Linked DNA regions of Mus musculus: regions 1, 2 and 3 are each linked to region 4. Evidence: chromatin contacts called from public HiChIP or PLAC-seq and promoter capture Hi-C data. All regions are on one chromosome and are shown on one strand. Each heading gives the region's core, a stretch centred on a gene start, on an enhancer-like site or on the middle of the called end of the contact. The rest is flanking DNA. Distances are from core to core; before and after follow the strand shown.

Region 1 (3,422 bases), core at 170-2,669, 2.7 Mb before region 4:
CCATTCTTCCAGAAGACCTTGTTTCTAGTCCCAGCACTGACACTGCAGGTCTCAACCATTTGTAACTTTAGTTTCAGGGTACCTGGTGCCCTCTTCTTGCCTCCACAGGTAGGCATCTGGTATGTAGATGGTATACATTCAGGCCAGACAAGTGGCTCATACTTAATACAAGTACTTAGGTGGAGGCTGACACAGGAAAATGAGTTTCAGGACAGCTTGGCTTCAAAATAAGCCCTGCCTCATTCATAAATAAATAAATAAATAAATAAATAAATAACTTTCTCAAGAGGACTTCTCTCAATACTAGCAATAGTGTTTTTCCCCTCTTAGAGTTGCTTTCGGTCTCATTACCCTGAAAAGCTCTTCACTTTCTGAAGTAAGTATAATTATTGACTTATGACCTATCTCTCCCTCAACCGTAAAATAAAAATTCTGTCAGAGAAATTTTCCACATGACCAGGACAGTGTTGTGTGTGCTTTTGTTTTTGACGTAGTATGTGCTGTTGGTATTTCAATAAAATACTTGCTGGGTAACATATACAAATTTTAAAAAAAAAAATCACTGTGCTGTGGCTTCACACTGAGCTACACTAACAGTCCTACTTTCTCTCTGTAAGTGTGTGTGTGTGTGTTGTTCACAGGTATGGAGGGTTGTCCAAGAGACCAGATGACAACTTCAGGTTTGGTTCCTCAGAGCTATCCCCCTTATTTTTATTGTTTGTTTAACGCGGGATTTCCCACTGGCCCAGAAGGCTAGACTGGTGATCATCCATGGTCTTTTGGGGGTGGGGTGGGGGGTTGTTGAGACAAGGATAGCGCTGGCTGTCCTGGAATTCGCTATGTAGACCAGGCTGGCCTCGAACTCACAGAGATCCGCCTGCCTCCATGTGGCGATTAGAGGCGGGCGCCGCCGCGGTGAGGCTGGAGTTGAACGTACTTCCTCACACTACCATCGTAGCTCACACACAGCACACACCGGGCAGGGGCTTCGGCCAGTGAGGTGCTGTCAAGTGTAAAGCAGAAAGTGCAAGCAGTCACCTGCTCGGATCGACTCTTGCTTAACTTCCTCCACACAACTAATGACCAGCTTGGTGACTGAAGTCCCTCTCTTGGCTCCGCTCCCTTAATTCCCCTTTATCCGAGGGCTGCCTGAGACACTCTCAGTCCCTCCCTGCCTTTGCTTCACCTTCGGACCTCCACAGCTACAGACAGATCGGCAGCGTTAGACGCCAGGGCCGCTCTCCCCGCGCTGCCCACACTTTGCAGCCGAACACGTGCGAGTCGTGTGTACAGCGCTCGCCCAACCTTCCACTCAAGCCACGCTCACAGCAAGCCCCGCCCCTAGGCCCTGGTCCAACTCAGCCCCACGAGTCGCGCCCTCGCCCCCACTTCTCGCGAGAAGTGAACACGCCTGGCCGGACGGGAGGAAAGTATCTGCTCCGCTGAGGGGGGAAAGGAGGAGCAGGAGACAGATTGTGGGACCGAGCGCGGGCGGGCGGGAGGCGCCGGAGCTACCAGCGGGTGAGTCCTGTTAACATTAGCTAGTCCGTGGCCTGACAGGAGTCTCTCCTTCTACTCTGGCCAGTCCCAGCGTCCCGGGCCGGGGTCTCCCCTCCCAGTCTGTTGGACGGGGGCGCTGAGGCGGTGGCCAGGCCTGTCTGAGGAAGAGGGTGGGGCGTAGGCTAAAGACAACCAATAGGAGAGAAGGAAGCCACAATTGGCGGCCATGAGCGCTAATGGGAGATCGCCTTTACCTTGCGGAGTGCCGCCCTCTTCTCTTCTCCCGCCTCCTTCCTTTTGGAGGAAGGCGGGGCCAGAGGACTGAAGTGTGGGGAGAACTTGGGGTAAGTAGCCCCGGGGGGCACAGGGCGTGGCGAGGAAAGGGGGGTTGAATCCTGAGGGAAGCGAAGTCTAGTGGAAGTCTAATGGAGGGATCTTGGAGTGGAAGATAGAGGAGGACTGCTAAACTAGGTTGAAGACTCAAAAGATTTCCCAAAAAGTGGGTTTAGGGCTTGGCACTGCAGAAGGCAGAGGTAAATAGGCAGGAGGTAGGTTTGGGTGACGAGAGCCTGGCTCAGGTGAAAGCACGCGTTGTGTGGTCGAAGTGGAGCATTGGGAAACGGGGGTCCTGGCGTTTCGATTGAATTCAGAAGAATCTGAGCAAGAGACACGGTGTCAGAAAGTATGGATCTGGACAGATTAAGTGGATGAGTTTAGGAGGACATGTGAGTGGGTTGGGTTGCTAGAAGGCATCGCTTCGGTGATAATATGGAAATCCAGAGGGTAAGGGGGGATATTTGGAGAAGAGACAGCGACTGACATACAGTCTGGTTCTTTCTTCAGTCGGGAGACCGCCAGGATACTGCTTAGTGTTTTTTGGTGGATATGGCACCCAGACTGGTGACCAGCCAGCCAAAATGCTGGCCCGGGGGTTGAGAAGAAGAAAAGTAGGGCGCTACTCTGATTGTCATTTTTCCAGTGTTCCACTTTCCAAGTTTCATTTCTTTCAGAACACAGGGATGTGGGCCTGGGACTTCGCAGTCCAAGTTGGAGACCCGTTGGGACTTCTATGTTGCTCTGAAATGCTTATTATGTGCACTCACTGGGGTGTTTACTACCCAGGGCACCTCCTACCCAGATTCCCGTGTTACTACTTTCCTAACTTTGTTTTCTGCTTAGCAGAGGGTGTTTTAATATCTCTCAGGGTTCATATGAAGTATAGGTTTGTGGAGATGTGCAGGTTTTTTTTTTTTTTTAATTTCAGCAAACTCATTTGTTTCCTATGTTTAAAATTTTTTCAGCAGTATAATTTCTGAAGAAACTATAGGTACTCTAAACACTAACAAATAAATTTTGTTTCCTTAAATGTGAATTTTCCCTTTCGTTCATTAAGAGTTATTTAATGGATGATTGAACTTAATCTTAATTATCTTGTATATTTTCTTGTTTATTAATTGGGGCAGTGTTTCATATAGCCCAAGTACACCTCAGACTGAGATAACTGAGGGTGACCATGATCCTCCACCCACCTCCCAAGTGCTGGGATAATAGGTGTGTACCACCATATCCAGTTTATGTAGTACTAGGGTTCTCAGGGTCTTATACATGGTAGGTAAGAACTCTGCCATGTGAGCTACAGTCTTTAGCCCTTGTGTGTGTGTGTGTGTGTGTCTGTGGTTTATGTAGTGTGTCATGTAGCCCATACTAGCTTTGAACTCATTTTTAAATTTCTGATCCTTCTATCTCCACGTACCAAGGGTTGATACAAGCATTCGCTTCCATGCCCAGTTTATCAGTTTATGTGGCGCTGGGGATTGAACCTAGGGCTTTGTGCATGCACTGTACCCATTGAGCTTTATCCCCAGTCCACTTTTTATATTTTGAGTGGTGTGAGTGAAATAGACTCATAGTTCAGGAAATTG
Region 2 (3,240 bases), core at 689-3,188, 2.3 Mb before region 4:
TCGCTGTCGTGGAGGACAAGGAGCCCTAGACAGGCCAGCAAATGCAGGGGCACTCGGAACCAATTGAGAACCCCGGCCTGCTCTGTCTCGGGGATCACTTTCCTTCGCAGGAAGCTCATACTGGGAAAGTAGAGCCCGCAGGCCAACTCAATAAGTAAAAAGGCAATGAAGGACTCCACAGGATTTTCTTGGCCTGGGCTGGTGGAGAAAGTCAACATGAAGAGAGAGAAGACGACAATGAGGACAGCAAGGGAAAGCAGGTGCATGGGCTGAAGGTGGTACCTCTTGGAGGTAGCGATGCGGTACAGCGAAGAACCCAGAAGGCTGGCAGCCATGAAGCTGGAGAACACAATGCCCAGTGGGGCTCCGTGTGGGTCTAGCACAGGTGTCCAGAGGAAGACAAAGATAAAGATGACACTCTCAAACAGCGCTTGTATGACACCCAACAGCAACACCCGGCGGTCAGACAGCAGGCAGCGCAGGCCTCCAGCACAGGTCTTGGAGAAGGCACGCTGACGGTCATAATTCTCTCCCCAGTTTCGTAGAGCCAAGGCCCCAGTCAGAGCCAGAAGAGGGATGGCAGCCACAAAGGGTGCGACCGGCCCCAGCCCTATCCAACTAGCCACGGCCTCCGCTGCCACACCAGCCGCCACAGCCAGCACGTGGTTCCAGAAGGCGGCTCGGGCAAAGGTGGCTGGGATCCACTCGGCGGGGAAGTCATGCCTCTCCACGTGCTCGTGGATGTACCAGGCCTCAAAGGCTGAGAAGAGGAGAGCTGTGGACAGCCCACCGAGTGCTCGGCCCACCAGCAGCACGAAGTAGTCCTGAGAGAGCTTGGTTATGCAACATAGAGAGTAAGTGAGGGAGAAGAGGACACAAGACTTCTTACGACCCAGCCAGTCCACAAGGGAGGAGGCCACTAGGCCAAAGAGGACCGTGGAGGCAAGGCCACAGACGTAGAGGATAGCAATCTGACCCTCCAGGAAGTGGTAATGCTGATAGAGTTTATACAGGTAGGGAGCTTGGAGCCAGTCCGCTGCCAGGGCCAGAAAGTAGACTTGATAGAAGTCTAGTTGAAACTGAAGGAAGGAGGGGTTGCTGCAAGCTCTTCCAGGGGGCCTGGCTCTGCATCTTGACAGCTCCAGACCCAGGCAGGAGGCCAGGAGGCCCACAAAAGACAAATAGGCAGTCACCAGCATGATGGGCCCCCGGACGACCTGGGGAGAGAACGATGGCCACAGTCACATCCATAATCCAGGTAGCACAGTCGAGGAGTTAGGTGTCTAAGCAGAGGGCAACTCCACCCAACTGCACTGTCAATTTCTCTCCCCCAGAGCTGAGACTGGAGGGACCAGTTGGGTGGGTGGGAGGAGTGGCTGTCTCCTAGGACTCAGTGGGGCGGGGGAGGGTGACAGTGGGGAGAGGCCAGAGCACTCGCTCCACCCTTGCCTGGTACAGCAAAGGGGACTCCTTTCAGTAATCTCGGTCCCTCAAGTTCAAAAGGGGCTACTGCCCATCTCCATGATAGGTTCTGCAGGCTTCTTGTACCTCCCATCCTCGCTGATAAGCCAGTTTTGGAGCTCAGTGTCTCCACATCTATTCCCGAGCATCCCTTCCGCCCGGGCCGGCCTCTCCAATGCTTCGCGGTCACGCGCGCGCACCGCAGGTTCCCCGGCTATGGGTCACGGCTGACCCTCCTTGCGCCCCCTAGCCTCAGCCGAGCGTCCCCTCATCCGCTCGCACCTCGCCCGGCCCCCATCTCACCTGCTGCCCCGGTCTGCCGGGACGCTCCGGACACGTCCGGCTCCAGGCCGCCGGGCCGCCCTCCCCGCACTGGCTCCGGCTCCGCTCGGGTTCCAGCAGCGCGCCCGCCCCTCACAGCCTGCTTCCGGGAGCCGGGCTGGCTCGTGGCCGCCGCCATGATAGCCCCGTCACGTGACGGGGCGCGGCAGGAAGCCACTCCCCCTCGTGGCGCCCCGCCCAGGAGCGGAAGAGCCTATGGGGCCCGGGATGCTGGAGCGGTGCGCTGTTCTCTTGGGCGCCTGAGCAGGCGGGTACCATAGGGTCCTCCAGCTGGCCAATATCCGCGGGGTCGTCCGGAATGAAAGTGTATTTTCTGTTTTCCTCCAGGAGGAGAAGGAAAGGTGCCGGCAGTCCCTCAGAGCCAGCGGATACCACGTGCTAATGAACTCCGCTGCCCTAAATTGAGCTGCCCTAGGGTTTGGACCTCCCCTGACCTCCCGGCCAGCAGTCAGTATTGTCCAGACACCTGAGGGAGGCGGTGTGGTGTAAAGCCGGAGTCCGGCTGCGGAAGCAGTGACAAAAACTTAAGCCCTGGAGCTGGACTCCCACCTCCTGCTACCTAGGATCTGCTTTTTCTTGGAATGTTAAGTTTCAGTATTCAATATTATGTCCTGGAGACCCCTGCAATGGCTTCCCTTTTCACTAAGGATAGAATCCAACATCTTTCAAAAGACATGCAAATGCATCTGTCCGGGACTTTTTGCTATGTCCATGACTTTATCTGCTACCACGCGGCCTCCTGTCTACACCGGCTCCCACCTGGGCCTTTGCACACTGCTTCCTGCAGAGTTCCCCCCCAAGATAGTTACCTTCTTTACCGCCAGAAGTCATGTTATTATTAGAGAGGACCTCTTTCTTTCTTTCTTCCTTTTTTTTTGGGGGGGGGGGGTTCAAGACAGGGTATTTCTGTATAGCCCTGGCTGTCCTGGAACTCACTTTGTAGACCAGGCTGGCCTCAAACTCAGAAATCCACCTGCCTCTGCCTCCCAAGTGCTGGGATTAAAAGCATGCGCCGCTGCCACCGCCTGGCCAGGACTTCCCTTTCTTTCATGGTGTGGTGGCTCATGTAGTCCTTGCGCTTGGAAAGCAAATAAATAAATAAATAAATAAATAAATAAATAAATAAATAAATAAATAAATCCTAGCGAAAATGCTCCATGATTAACAGGTTAAGAGCACTTGCTGTTCTTGCAGAGGAGAGGCAGAGGGGTGGAAGATCACTTGTTACTGCTTTTGAAGAGTAATATGCAGAGTAGTTTTCACAATTGCTTGTAGCTCCAGCTCCACCAGGGGAGCTGACTGACCTCTTCTGACTTCTGAGACCTGCATGAAACTAGTGAGAGTATAGTCACTTAGGCACACACTCATGCACATAAAATAAACTTTTAAATAAAGTAAATCTTTAATAAATTAAAAAAAAAAAAAAAAGCAGGGCTG
Region 3 (3,224 bases), core at 422-2,921, 2.4 Mb before region 4:
GTTTCTAAGAATATTTATACCCTTTCAACACATTCCCCATCCTTGATCACTCACCTGCCCTCCTCCGCCACCACTGCTGCTGCTACTGCCTGTGCTGCTGCTTCGAGTCTGAGAAAAGGCGGCACCGCCACCATTGCCGCTACCCCCATTATTGCCACCAACATCTTTTTCAATCTTCACCACAGCTGTCACTTCATCCATGGAGTGATCTTGGTCTAAAAATAATTACAAAAGAAATAAATTAAGTGTATGTGTGTGTGTAGGGGGGGGTGTGTTAAAAACAACATAAGATTTAAAATTAAGGATTTGACCGTCAGCAATGACTGACAGAACAGTTTTTAAAAAGATCTTAGCCAGATAGGTCTAAATATGGTGGTAAGCCTAAAATCCCAGAATTTGGAAGTGGAGGCAAAAGTTCAAAGAAATCCTCAGCTACATAGTAAATTGGGATGCCAAAGCCATAGACACATAGCTTAATGGTGCCCAAGACAGGCCACTATTTTCCTATGCACAAATTAACCCCAGAAATGACTCAAAAATTGCTTTGGAAGCTAGGCATGGTGACTCACACCTATAATCCCAAGACTTGGAAGGATGAGCCAGGTGGTTCACCAGTTCTAGGTCTTCCAGGCCTACAGAGTAAGAACTGATCCCAATACAAATAGCCCTTTTGAGAAAGGGAATTTGGAATTTCAGTGTCTCAGAAATAAAGAGTTGCTCCTTAGGGTTGATAGCACTCTTAATCCCAGCACTCAAGAGGAAGAGGCACCTAGACAGCTAAAAGTCTGAGGGCTGCAATAGTAACTTCGAGTTACTACGAATACCACATAGAACCTATCTCAAAAAAGAAAAAAAAAAAAAATGCATCCTGGAAGGAAAAGGAGACCCAACATGTGGGTGGATGGAAAGTGTGCTAAAATTAGGACTATAAGAGATGAAGAAAGATCTAGTGTAAACAATAACAGGAAGGGACTGAGAAAGAGTAAATCCTAAGAGAAGGTGAGGAAACATCTGAGAGGACAGGTAAGGGTCTAGGGATTAGAACCCAGGTTTGGGGCTGAGGAGGCGGTCCAAAGAAGGAAGGGGCGGTTTCGGGGATAGAGGCGTGGCAAGGGCGGGTCGGATGGGGGAAGGGAAATTTACGGGGGTGCGGGGGAGGGCCCGGGGCAGGCTGCGACCGGAGGGCGGGCGGACCGGGGAGGCGGTTGGCCCAGGCGGGGCCTGCACTGGTCGGGCCGCCCCCGCGGCGCCAGCCCCCGACGGGAGGAGCCTCAGGCGGCCGGCCGGGTAGTGGGGGGTAAGGCCCGTCCCTCGTGGCCGGGGCGGGCAGGGGGCGGGCGAGGCCACGCTGCCCCCTCCCCCGGGGCGGGTAGCCCATCCCCCTCCTCCTCCGAGGCCCCGCCACTGCCCCTTCTCCCTCCCTTCCCTCCGCCCCGGGCGGGACCAAGGCCGCCGCCGCCGCCTCCCGCCCGCCCCCCCTCACAGCGGGGACCGCCCGGTCGGTCCTCGCGCGCGCCCCCTCACTCCCCTCCCACCCCTAGGCTCGGAGTGGACTCATCCTTACCGCTCATGGTGGCAGCTGAGGGGCGAGCTCAAGGGGGTCCTGTACGGGGGGGTTGGGGGGGGCCGGGAAAAACGCGGACGCTGACGAGGCAAGCGAACCCGGACCGGACAGGGAGGGGGGGGTAAGGAGGAGGGAGCAGCGCACCACAAGCCCGGCCTAATCCCCGCCCCTTATCTACTGCCCCGCCCAATGAGGGAGGGTGAAAGGAGGGCCTTGCAGAGGAAAGGCGGGCTGCCTACCCAATGGTAGGACTCGCTCTCTCGCTGAGGCGTGTAAGAGCAAGTTGCGTACTTGGTTTCCGCCCAGAAAGGCCGCCCTCTCAGTTTTAGCAACCAATTAGAAACTCAGGAAGTGGTGGTGGGCGGGATGAGATGACGATGGACTTGCAGAGAAACCAGTCAACCTCCAGGCGGGCTCCGTGAGCGGTAGGGATAGGAAGAGCTTAAGTAAGAAAGACAGGACAACGACCAACCAGAATCCTGGGCATGCCTGGGCAAAGTCCGTGTAGGGGGAAGAGTAAGAAATAGGCCGGAATGGGATAGGAGCAAGCTTCCTAAACCAATCAGAATTCAGGCGGGCAGTTAAGAAAGTTCTGATTGGACGATAACTGAAAAGAGCCGGAACAGGACGCGTATTGACGTGAACGAACAGCCAATTACGCGCCGAGGAGAAGGTGGAGGCTGGAACTTGGAATGGGGAGAGGAGAACAGGCTTCCTCCTCCGATACTCAAGCCAATGAGGCAGCGAAGGCAGCATGGCACCGCCTCTAGCTTTGGCCAATGGTCGTTACAGGGCCGCCCATCCTGAGGAGGGAACCGGGCTGTGCCAAAAGGAGTTGGTCGCCATGTTGGCCCTCCTCGGGAGGCTTCCTTCCCTCGTTAGGGTGTGCGCTTGAGTGGAGCCCTCCACAAGTGTCAGAGTCGAGACGCGTGAGGGCGAGAGTGTCGCGTCGCCCGAGACTGTTCGGGTTGTCCCTTCCCCGCTCCTACACAGCACCCCTCGAATGTCACCCCTGCCGGGATGGGCGGGCGGCTCCCCCTGGCCGTGGGTGGAAGCCCTGCGGCGGCGGGCGGGACGACAGCTTGGTGACGGCACGCGAAAACCCAAGTCGACTGAGCTGACCAATATGGAAGTCTTTCGGGAAGATGTAGCAAGCGCCATTTTCTTAAGCTGCCCCAGACCTGCTAAACCAACTCAGCTTTCAGAGTAACGCACGCTGGGGAACTTCGTGAAGCCAAGCTCTCATAAACTACTTCCATTTTCCCTCTTAGTAGAAAGCACGCTAACCTAGTTACTTCCTTTTGCAATCACAAAGGTTAAAGATTTTGCCTTAGGCACCTCAATCTCTGGCCTCCATTTCGCCTTCTTTCTCCTCATTTAAACTTTGTCACTGACTGGTGTCACCACGTTTAGTACTTGGAACTAATACAGTTAATCACTTAATGTGTCCTACTTTACGGGCTGGATGCTCCTGTAAAAAAAGGGAAACACTTTAAAGATAGGAACCGAGGCTCTCTGCTCCTTTGGAGATGGCCTTGGAAATGTGAAGTGACAGCTGAGATACCTGGTTGTCCCAGTTAAATAGGCATTTAGCACTGATTATGACAAACTCAATGTAAGGCATGGTAGTACACACTTTTAGGACCCAACTCTGGAGGCA
Region 4 (3,576 bases), core at 1,026-3,525:
AGAAGGACCTGCAATGCTTTGTAGGTAAAGGCACTTGCTGGTAGGCTAGACATCCTGAGTTTGAACCCTCAGGACAGAACCTAGAAAAGCTGTCCTGACCTCTGTAATATACAAGCATCACCCTCAACAAAAACCTGTACTATAAATTAAAAGAAACTTTAATGTGAATGTCAGTTGTCCAGCACTTGGTACTCTTAAGAACTGCCTATAGGGCTGGAGAGATGACTCAGAGGTTAAGAGCACTGACTACTCTTCCAAGGGTCCTGAGTTCAAATCCCAGTAAGGCAGGGGGATTTCTGAGTTTGAGGCCAGCCTGGTCTACAAAAGTGAGTTCCAGGACAGCCAGGGCTATACAAAGAAACCCTGTCTCAAAAAACAAAAAACAAAAAAAGAAAGAAGCAAGAAATGTGTAAGATCACAAAGTAAATCAATTACCATTATCAAAATATTGTAAAATTGTTGATATGTTAGACAAATCAGGGTTTTTTGTTTTGGTTGGTTTTTCAAGACATGGTTTCTCTGTGTAGCCCTGGCTGTCCTGGAATTGGATCTGTTCACCAGGATGGCCTAACCAACCTGCCTCTGCCTCCCAAGTGCTGGAATTAAAGATGTGTACCACCCCCCCCCCTGAATTCTAACTGGTTTTAATATATTTCAAAACATTAATTTTCAATAAACTACATATGAGAAAATGATGAACTGAGTGACTAATGAGCATATTAACTAAATTTACATAGTAGTTTGGTGGAAAATACAATAATAATTCATTAGCAGAGCCAGGAGTAGAGGTGCACTCTGGGAGGTAAAGGCATATACTATGTCTAAACTTGGAAATATGCCTTTTATCCCAGGGCTCAGGAAGCAGAGGCAGTCAGATCTCTGGGTTTGAGGCCAGTCTGGTCTAAAGAGGAGTGCCAGGTAAGCCAGGGCTACAAAGAAAAAACCCTGTCTCCGGGGGTGGGGTGAACAATATTTGCACGGCATGGTAATTCCTAAAAAGGAAACTAAGCCCTGCTTACAATAAAACCTGATTTCTTGTCCTTTTCAAAACCAAGGTGAACTTAAATTAATAACAACAAAATAAACAGAAAGATTGAGTCCACTGTTCGAAATTTTTAGTGGACTGTTTCAAATATCCAAATGAATACATACTACTGACCTTCAGCATACATTAATTAAGCGTCTTTAACGCCTAATTTTTAGGATCCCAAACTTATCAACTGAAAGGTAGATCAGTAATGAGGGAAAATGAGTATAGAAGATATAAGCAGTTATTTGCTTAATATACAATACACGTGTTTGTGTGAAAATGTCCTTATGTAACACAATACCAAGTACAACGAATATACACAATGAAAAATAAGAATTGCTTATTTACTTTATGCCAGACTACCCTAAGATTCTCCCACCACCACTCTGAACACTCTTTGCCCCTAAGTTAGCCCCATCTTCCAAGTCCATTATACAACCTGTGATTCCGTCTCTCATGAAAAGATTCTTTTTATGGGCATAGTTAACAAATGCCAAGTTGCAAAGTTGCAGCTTTGCTGGATTGACGTTTTCACAATGTAAGAACAATATGATCTGGAATCTACTCAAAGCATTTGCCAGGCAGTCAGCTGATGCTCACTCAACACAACCGGGCAGAAACGAGAGAAATTAAACTTCATTATTTGTCTAAGACAGGTAATCACTACCTTGAAATCTCAAACAGGCGGACGGTAGACGGTCCAATAGAAACGGTATTTCCACCGATCCAACACCACCACAAAACCCCGGCTTCACCTAAGTTTCTCTCCTCCTTTGCAATTTTCCTTGTAACTGGCCCCGAACAGGTTCGCGGAATCAACCCGCACCACGCAGCCGCAGCCCGAGTAACTTTTACAAAAGGTCAGAGCGGTGCCTTTCAAGGCTTCCGACCCCTGTGGGGCTTCGCCGTTCGCACCAGCTCGCTTTCTCCCCCCGCACCCCCCTCGAACGTTCCAGAGCCGGCGGACGCAACCCAACAAAATTTTGGTGCAGCTTGGGGGGTCCGGAGGTGGGGGGAGCGGGCGAGCTTTCTACTCTCTTAAAAAAAAAAAAAAACAACAACAACACGCCCCTCCCCAGTTAGCGAGACAAAACCCCACCGCGCCCGCAGTTCCCCTTCTCCCGCGCTCCCACATGTTGCTCGCTCCGTCCCAGGCGGCCCCGCGAGGCCTCGCTCACCCCCAGCGCGCCCACCTGATCGCCCTTTCTCCGCAGGCTCCGCCCCCGCCGCCCGCCCGCCCGCTCGCCTCCTTCAGGAGCTCCATATGGGACACCCTCGGCTCCCTCGGCTCCTCACGCCACCTCAGCCCAGCCCCCGACGCGCCGCCTTCCCTTTCCCTGCCGCCGGGGGCCTCGACCCACACAGGCTCCTCGGGCCTGCGGAGGGCACAGCGGGGCTGCACGGCCTGCACGGCCCAGGTGCTGTGTCAGCCTCTCGTCGGGCTCCGCGGCGTGGACGGCCTGGAAAGTCACATGGCGGTGGGACCGGCCCGCGCCCCGAACACTCCGGCTCTTCTCAGAGCCCGACCGGGCGACCCGAGCCACTCACCTCAACGAAGAGCAACATGTCTGCTTCCGCTCGGCCCGATCGTTCACGCTGCCGCGACTCCAACTGGCTCCCAGGCCCGGGCCCCGGTCGGTAGGATAAGGACACTCGCCTTGCCCCTCCACCCGGCAGTGGACCCGGCTCCTCCCCCGCCGTCAGCCGCTGCGCCCTGACCCGCCCAGTCCCTCCTCCCGGGAAGCAACAACTGTTTCCGGTTCTGGAGGAAAACTGCTTCCGGGGGCGGAGGGCCTGCCCGCCCCTGTGCGTGCTTCGCTCCGGCAGGCTCGTCTGTGGCGGCGAAGGCGAAAGTGTGTGGTACGTGTCGCGTGTGGGTCGACGCCCGGGAGGCCGCGCCGGGCTGTGCAAAACGCTCACTAAAGCATTTGTACTTTCTACCAAAAAGCTGACACCGCACTGCTAACCCTTGCGCAGATTCGTGGTTAAAAACCTAGGTCCGATTAAAAAGCGACCGAGTGCACCCGCCCCTGCTGATGACGTACTGGCTCCTCCCGCCCCTCATTAGAAAAAAAAAAAAAAAAGCTGAAGAGGGAGCTAAGATACTCTTCAGCTACTCAGTGCTTGTACTTTACTAAGCATTTTGCATAAGTTAATCTTAAGACCCTATGAATGTATTGTTGGAGGAGTGCTGGAACAGTCAGATTCCTTTCGCTACAACTTTGATAAAACTTTAGCCCAAGCCCCTCGGAATCAGGTCTCATTAACATAATGATGCTCCGCTGTGATGCTTAATGCTCTACTAAAAATAATTAGCCTAGATCTCTTCTTTATTATGTTTTCATAGTCAAATAAAATAGTATACAAATATTTAATTATTTTTACTAGAGTTATTCTTCCTCTACCAGTCTCTATTGCTCCAGTTTCAAACACTTTTTTTTTTTTTAATTTAAAAAAACATGAGCCGGGCGTGGTGGCACACGCCTTTAATCCCAGTACTTGGGAGGCAGAGGCAAGCGGATTTCTGAATTCAAGGCCAGCATGGT

The links. Promoter capture Hi-C pulls out the DNA fragments that hold promoters and counts their contacts. HiChIP or PLAC-seq counts read pairs in DNA pulled down with a chosen protein or histone mark.
Region 1: a contact with region 4 is called in a promoter capture Hi-C map of pre-B cells, with 3 times the contacts expected there. The contact joins the promoter of Atf7 here to the promoter of 2310068J16Rik in region 4. A contact is called at or near these places in 1 of 39 promoter capture datasets (pre-B cells) and 1 of 9 other capture datasets (liver).
Region 2: an H3K27ac HiChIP or PLAC-seq map of large pre-B cells shows a contact between it and region 4, with 4 times the contacts expected there. The contact joins the promoter of Mfsd5 here to the promoter of 2310068J16Rik in region 4. A contact is called at or near these places in 2 of 39 promoter capture datasets (the C10 cell line and cranial neural crest) and 1 of 115 datasets of contacts at active chromatin or transcription factors (large pre-B cells).
Region 3: a promoter capture Hi-C map of pre-B cells shows a contact between it and region 4, with 4 times the contacts expected there. The contact joins the promoter of Sp1 here to the promoter of 2310068J16Rik in region 4. A contact is called at or near these places in 4 of 39 promoter capture datasets (the 3T3-L1 cell line, the C10 cell line, hippocampal neurons and 1 more).

What each region holds. Positions count from the first base shown.
Region 1 is chr15:102,623,461-102,626,882 of GRCm38.p6, reverse strand. It overlaps Atf7 (activating transcription factor 7), which reads left to right and starts at 1,419. Exons shown (of 12, transcript NM_001310067.1): 1 at 1,419-1,521.
Region 2 is chr15:102,278,154-102,281,393 of GRCm38.p6, reverse strand. It overlaps Mfsd5 (major facilitator superfamily domain containing 5), which reads right to left and starts at 1,938. Exons shown (of 2, transcript NM_134100.4): 1 at 1,765-1,938; 2 at 1-1,217. The coding sequence starts at 1,199.
Region 3 is chr15:102,404,763-102,407,986 of GRCm38.p6, reverse strand. Sp1 (trans-acting transcription factor 1) reads right to left here and starts at 1,671. Exons shown (of 6, transcript NM_013672.2): 1 at 1,565-1,671; 2 at 55-215. The coding sequence starts at 1,571.
Region 4 is chr15:99,971,986-99,975,561 of GRCm38.p6, reverse strand. 2310068J16Rik (RIKEN cDNA 2310068J16 gene) reads left to right here and starts at 2,275. Exons shown (of 1, transcript NR_028124.1): 1 at 2,275-3,395. Larp4 (La ribonucleoprotein domain family, member 4) reads right to left here and starts at 2,782. Exons shown (of 16, transcript NM_001024526.2): 1 at 2,579-2,782. The coding sequence starts at 2,596.